Linked DNA regions of Sus scrofa: region 2 is linked to region 1. The links are chromatin contacts, called in public Hi-C maps. All regions are on one chromosome and are shown on one strand. Each heading gives the region's core, a stretch centred on a gene start, on an enhancer-like site or on the middle of the called end of the contact. The rest is flanking DNA. Distances are from core to core; before and after follow the strand shown.

Region 1 (3,094 bases), core at 386-2,885:
CAGTTCCTAGAAGGTGTCCCCCTTCCTTTACCATCACTGACCACTTGCATTGAGCATTTGTGCTGAAGGATCCGTGTGGATTACTTTATTTAATCATCGCATCAAATGCCTGGGGCACTCCTATCGTCCCCCTTTACAGTTGAGAAAATTGAGGTGTGGAGCGTTAACTTAGTCCAGGGGAACGTGCCATGGGGTTCCAGCGCCCTCATCCGCCCATGCAGCCTCAAGATTCTGGAAGGACCAGCCTCTAGATTTAATCCACCTCCCAGTGAATAGTTTGCATGCAAACACCCAGCTCTGCCGAAAGCCACAGTCTTTAGGCTGCCAACTAACACACACCCAACCGCTCTTTTTCACCACCCACGAAGGAGCGGGTCAGAGTGTTATGTAAGTGGTGAGATATGTGCCATTGTCTCACCAAGTGCCCACCATGTAAACATTATTATTCCCATTTTCTGGGGGAGGCAAATGAAGCTCTGAAAGAGTGAGCCTCTTCTGTACAGGGAGCAAGCCAGGGTTACAACTCAGGTCTCCAGATTTCCCTCCCGTGGCCCTTAAAGTCTGACTCCGCTTCCTCTGCCTGCCTCCGAGACCAGGGAGGTGTTGCCTGGGCCCCTCTCTGGGAGGGAGGTGGGGGCTGGGCCTGGGGCCCCAGATGGCAGCTGTGCGGGCAGAGCAGGCTCTGGGTCAGCTTGGGTGGTGGTGGGGAGGTGCTTCTTGAAGGCTGTAAAGAGGCTGAAGGTCTGTCCCCTCCCCAGAACCTGGGCTTCCCGGGACAGAAGGACCAGACTCCAATAATGCCGGGCAGCTAAAGTGGCTGCTGGGCGCCCTTCTTCACATGGCACTGGCTTCTCTGATCAGCCAGGATGACAGACTCTGCTTGGTTTCTTGCGCTTCCCGTAAATGCTTTGGGGGCTGGGATGGGCCCTGAGTCACCTGCTGACCTCTCAGGCTGTTGTTCTGCTCTTCTGGGGCCTGGGCTTTCCAAACTGTCCCACCAAAGGGCAGACATCCCCAGGGTGGGGTGTTGAGGGCTCAGTGTGAGGCTGACCTGAGCTCACAGTGTGGGGAACTGTGGAACCTGGGATGTGTGGCCATCAGTAGGAAGGCCCCGCTCCGTCACCCCCACCCCCTGGGTATCCGTTTTAGGGTCAGCACCAGGGGTGCCACGGGTGAGTCAGGGTGGTCTCAAGGCCCGTCCAGCTTTGGGGCATATGGTTCTGCTAACTCTGCATCGCCTTCCTCTGGCCCCTTCCCGCCAGGCTCCTTCCTCTGCCTCCCCCTCCCGCCTGCCCTCTGCTCTCTTTCCCAACATTCCCAGCCCCGCCTCTCCCCGGGAATCGCAGCAATAACAGCCACCATTTATTGACCACATGCCACATGCATTAAAGCTGCTATTTATCAAGCCCTCACTGTGTGCCAGGCATGTGTGAAGCATTTACACACACGCACATGCACACACGTGCCTTGTCAAATTCATCCTCGAAACGCCCAAGGGAGGGAGGTACTATTATTATCTCCTTTTTGCAGATGAGAGAATTGAGAAATGAAGAGAGCCGTTCAAGGTCGCAGGGCCAGTGCGTGTAGGGAAGGGCTGAGTGAGTGTGGGCCGGGCGGGGAAGTCAGCTTCCCGGTGGGTCATGGGGGCTGGTGCACAGGCGGTGAGCAGAGACCCCCGGGCTCCCACCCCACCTCTAGGCTGTGGGCCACAGGCTAGGTGGGGAAACGAAGCAGTCCACTGTTCGCCTCCCTCTAGTCTGGTCCTCGTGAGCGGTCACCCTTCTGTCTGTCCTGACAGCTGTGAGCTGGGGCTGGGGATCAACAAAGAAAAACCTCCTCCCTCTTCCCCACTTTTGGCTTTTCCGTCTCTCTGCATCTTCAGGCTTCTGTATTCTCTCTACTTCTCTGCCCCACCTGGGCCTCTCTCTGCTTTCATCCATCTTTCTCCATCTCTTTGTCCTGGAAGAGGGCAGGGCGAGGCCTCTGGAGCCCAGGTGGGGTCGTGCCCTCATGGCAAAAACCTTTAGAAGCCCCAAGAACAGAGGGGCTCCTGTTATTACAGTTGGATTCTTTCAGCCCAGAGTTCAAGGGCTGCCTCAGCCTGGTAGGCCCACTGGGGGCACCCTCTTGGCCCCCGGACACATCCACTGCACAAAGCCCCCTGCCCCCAGTGGATTTGGGAGCTGGGTGACTAGCACGAAACCATTTCCTCTGTGTGTGACCTCTCACCCTTTTCTCTTTGGGATGGTTGCCTGTCCCCCAGGGGAGGTGGTTGCCTGTCCCCCAGCACACGGGCCTCCCTCACAGGTGGAGGACTCTACCCCTCTCCGATCCTACGGGTCTCTGCCCGTCTTGCTCCTTCCTGGTTCACCGGATCTCCTGGGTGCTGTCTGGGCCTTTATTCTGTTTCCTGGGCCCTGCCCAGCACATGCCAGTGGGGGGGCTGCCTTCCCAGACACACCTGAGCGAGCCCTTCCGTGGGGCAGGAGGGCAGGCCCAGGAAGGGGTCACCCTTGGAAAGTGTGGCCTTTTTGGCTTTTCTGAAAGTTGCAAAAATGTGGCTTTGTCTGAGCAAGTTAAAAAAGAAATCAGTGCCACCTCCCACAAATGATACCATTTCTCAGGCTCGCAGAGCCGCGGTGGGTCGGCAACTAGGACATTAAAAATAGCCTTGTGTTTCCCAATCTTACGGCCTCTTGGGGGCTGCAGGGAGAGGCCTTGGCTGAGCTGGGTTTTCTGGCCCATTGTCTGCCCACGCTGGGTTAGGGGTGGGCATGGGGGCTGTTTGTAGGCTCAGTACTTCCCGGTCGGAGAAGGGAGGAGAGAGAGTTCGTGGCTAGGATGAGCCAGATAACGCACACTTGAATGGAGTCGCTCTTTGGGGTTTATTTTTCCTTTCCCAGGCTAAGAAATAGAGTATGCTCCATTTTGAACTTCAGTTTCCACCAACTGTTTTTTTTTTTTTTTTTTTTTTAATTTTTCCCCCTCTGCTTTTTCTTTTTTTTCAAAAGTGTGCGGGGGAGACTGAGATACAAGGTCTTATTTCCATCTGGGCTCTGGCCCAACAGCCTCGACCAAAAAGTTACTTAAGTCA
Region 2 (3,094 bases), core at 317-2,816, 81 kb before region 1:
TGGGGGTCAGGGAAGAGGACCCTGGTCCAGGAACACTTCCTGCCCTGCTGAGGCCCCAGGCACTTCTGCGGGGGGTTGTGTTAGCAGGGGTGAGGGTGTTGGGGAGGAGGAGAGCTCTTTCCTATCTTCAGTCCGCCCCTTTCTCAGAACCCTCAGAGCGCAGAACTGAAAAAAGCTTCCCAGGCCTGTGACCATCTCTTGGTTTTTTTTTGTTTGTTTGTTTTGTTTTGTCTTTTTAGGGCCACACCCATGACATATGGAGGTTCCCAGGCTAGGGGTTGAATCAGAGCTGTAGCTGCCGCCCTATACCACAGCCATAGCAAGGCGGGATCTGAGTCGCATCTGCGACCTACACCACAGCTCATGGCAATGCCAGATCCTTAACCCACTGAGCGAGGCCAGAGATCAAACCTGCAACCTCATGGACGCTAGTCAGATTCATTTCCACTGAGCCACGACAGGAACTCCCATCTCCTGCTTTTATTCAGGTAGGCACTGGACGCCCTCTGCTCTAGCTCCTGCCCCCCTCCAAGCCCTGGGTGGCTGATAAACTCATTTCCTCTGTGAAACTCATGACTGATAATGGTTGGAGATGCGTGCCTTTCCAGGTGGATCTGCCCTTTACCAAGAGGAAAGACTCACTAGAAGCTGAATGCCAATGAAGGGAGGGCAGGGAGATAATTTGAGGCAGGGAGCCTTTCTGCTCGCTCCCATCATGAAGGTAGTACTACCTGTGTTGGTAGAATATGCTAGAACTTGCAAAGCCATTTCCCATAGGGTGTCTTATTCGATCCTCTCATCAATGGATAGAGGTGGACACAGAAAGGACTGTTATCACCACTTGCAAATGAAGAAACTGGGGCCAGGAGGGAGCAGGAATATGCCCAAGACCACGCAGTCACATGGTGGCAGGACTGGGGCAGGGTGTTGATTCTTATCACTCTCAGAGAGGTCTCGTCCGGGACGCTGGGCTGCAGAGCCTGGGCACGGGCGTGTGAATCGCCCCTGTCCAGAGGCACATGGGAGTGGGGATGAGGCAGGAGGTTTGCAGTCAGAGGGCCTGCCCTAGGATCTGAACTTCGGCTCTTTCTCAGCGGTTAGTTACCACCCCAGAGCTTCGGTTTCCTCACTAGTCAAGTGGGGGTAACAACCCCTTTCCACTCTCACCCACCAGGGTTACTGTGAGGCCCCCCAATGAGATAAAGTCATCAAAGCATCGTTGCAAACTGCAGAACCCTGCCCACATGCTCGATTCCAGGAAGCCAGGGCTGGACTCTTTTTGCACTGTTCACACCCTTCCTTTGGGGGAGGCAGAGGCTCAGAAATAGCCTTCGCTCTGTCCTCCCCGCTTCCCCCGGGATCGGGGCTGAGTGTTTTCTTCTTGGAAAAACAAAAAATCAAAGCAGTGGCAGAAAAACCAACAGCCTGTTTCTGCTTCCCCTCGGCTGCCCTTCTGGCCTCTGGGGCCAAGAGAGGATGTCGCCGGAGTCCAGGGTTTGGCTGGGGCCTTTCAGAGCCCTCACTGCCCTGCAAGGGCCAGCAGGAGAGGCCTGGATGGCGCTGGTCATGTGCTCAGAGGCCAACGCTGGTAGTGCTCTGAGGCGTGGGGTTCTGATCTTCCTTGGGAGACTGGGCAGGGAGGAGAGGAGCCCCGCTCTTTCAGGCCTGAGAGCACCCAGGAAGGGCTTGGACGTGCTAGAGAAGGGTATCCTGTCCTCTCAACCAGAAATAATTATTCATTTCAATGGACACCTTTCTGGCCATTTGCAAAATGAAATTCAGAATCCTGTGTCTCTTTTTTACCCCCTCTAATGAGCAGCAGATGAGTTTTCAGGGTGTGTTTATCTTTTTCTAGAAACAAGGAAAGGCCAGCTTAAGAGGATAAACAAAACCTACAAACTACATATTGCGTGGCACAGCCGGGCGACCCCGGATGGGAGTGGGCCGGGCCCTGGCCCCCTGCCCTGACGTGTGGCTCTAACAGGGCTTCCCGCTCCAGACCCAGCGTCTTCACCTGAGATGGTTAGGTGGGCCCCCCTGTGTCTCCTACACTGTCGACGGGAGGTTTACACAGAACTTAGTAAGGGCAGCAAAAGGGACGTGTTGAGAAAAGCCTAACCTATAGTGCAGATGAACTGTATATGGTTTTCTGAACATTTAGGCTGTCACATCCACAGCAATCTCAGACAATATAGAGTATGCATCTGCTTTTAATTTCCGTCCCTCCTCAACAAGAGATTGAGAAAGGAATGTTCCAGTCCATCCCTCTATGGTCTCAGGCAGTATCTGGGTTCTACTCTTTCTTCCAGTCCTCCTCTTGTTCCAAACCATTTGGAGTCCCAGTTGGTTCCATGACAGCCGCTCCCTTTCTTTTTAGGACTCGAAGCCCAAGAACTAGTTTTTCTAATTTCCCAAGACTTAGAATACAGCGTTCAGCCCGCCTGGTTTCATAGCACTGTCTCTTTGCTGTTTGCTTTACCACAGGCTTATTTGGAGACTGAAAGTAGTGGGTGGGGCTCTCAGCCAGTGTACATTCTGCTAATGAAGCTGGCCTTGCCAAGAACCTTCTTTCTGCCACTGCTGTGGTAGGTGTCGTTCTACTTTCAGCCTTGGGTTTTAATAGGATAGGAAAGGCACAACTTCTGAACATTGTACTAAGGAGTTCTCCTCGATTTGGAATAAAGACATTTTCTAAACTAATTGCTATATGGCTATCCACTATCCGCTCTCTGTAGACATGCCCACATGTGTTACTGCAACATACTCACCCAAAGGCCAGCCAGGAAGTGAAATTAGAGGCTACAGGCTTCTGTCTTACTGTGTGTTATAAGGGTTGGGTAGATGGCTACCAGGAAGGATCCAGGAAGGCTGATCACATGGTTAAGGGGTTTTGTTTAAGGGGCAAAAAAATTGCTGCCCTCATAGGGCTGAATTTCTAGTGCTGTGATGTGACTTCATTCACTGGCTGTGGAGTTTAGGTGTCAAGGTCATAATCTCATCATTGTGGTTGGTTTTAAATGGCTCAGGTAGCATAGTCCCTTCCCCACCCCCTCCTTTTTTCTATCCTCCTCTACACAACCCTGGAGTTTTTATC

Evidence for each region. Hi-C and Micro-C count contacts between places; a contact is called where the count stands out from the background.
Region 2: a contact with region 1 is called in a Hi-C map of omental adipose tissue, with 2.0 times the contacts expected there. The contact joins two enhancer-like sites. A contact is called at or near these places in 10 of 47 Hi-C or Micro-C datasets (alveolar macrophages, brain, embryonic fibroblasts and 5 more) and 2 of 2 datasets of contacts at active chromatin or transcription factors (alveolar macrophages and skeletal muscle).

Annotation. Positions count from the first base shown.
Region 1 is chr3:97,429,367-97,432,460 of Sscrofa11.1, reverse strand. All of the region lies in intron 4 of LOC106509843 (a long non-coding RNA gene), which reads left to right. Among named protein-coding and RNA genes, the nearest start is that of TRNAI-UAU, 140 kb to the left of the region's middle. Within about 2 kb of position 1,635, at least 27 of the 83 cell types and tissues checked have an H3K27ac peak or open chromatin away from gene starts, as enhancers often do. A contact at or near this core is called in omental adipose tissue and retroperitoneal adipose tissue, where this site is marked.
Region 2 is chr3:97,510,208-97,513,301 of Sscrofa11.1, reverse strand. The region is part of intron 2 of LOC106509843 (a long non-coding RNA gene); the gene reads left to right. Among named protein-coding and RNA genes, the nearest start is that of TRNAI-UAU, 56 kb to the left of the region's middle. Within about 2 kb of position 1,566, at least 27 of the 83 cell types and tissues checked have an H3K27ac peak or open chromatin away from gene starts, as enhancers often do. A contact at or near this core is called in omental adipose tissue and retroperitoneal adipose tissue, where this site is marked.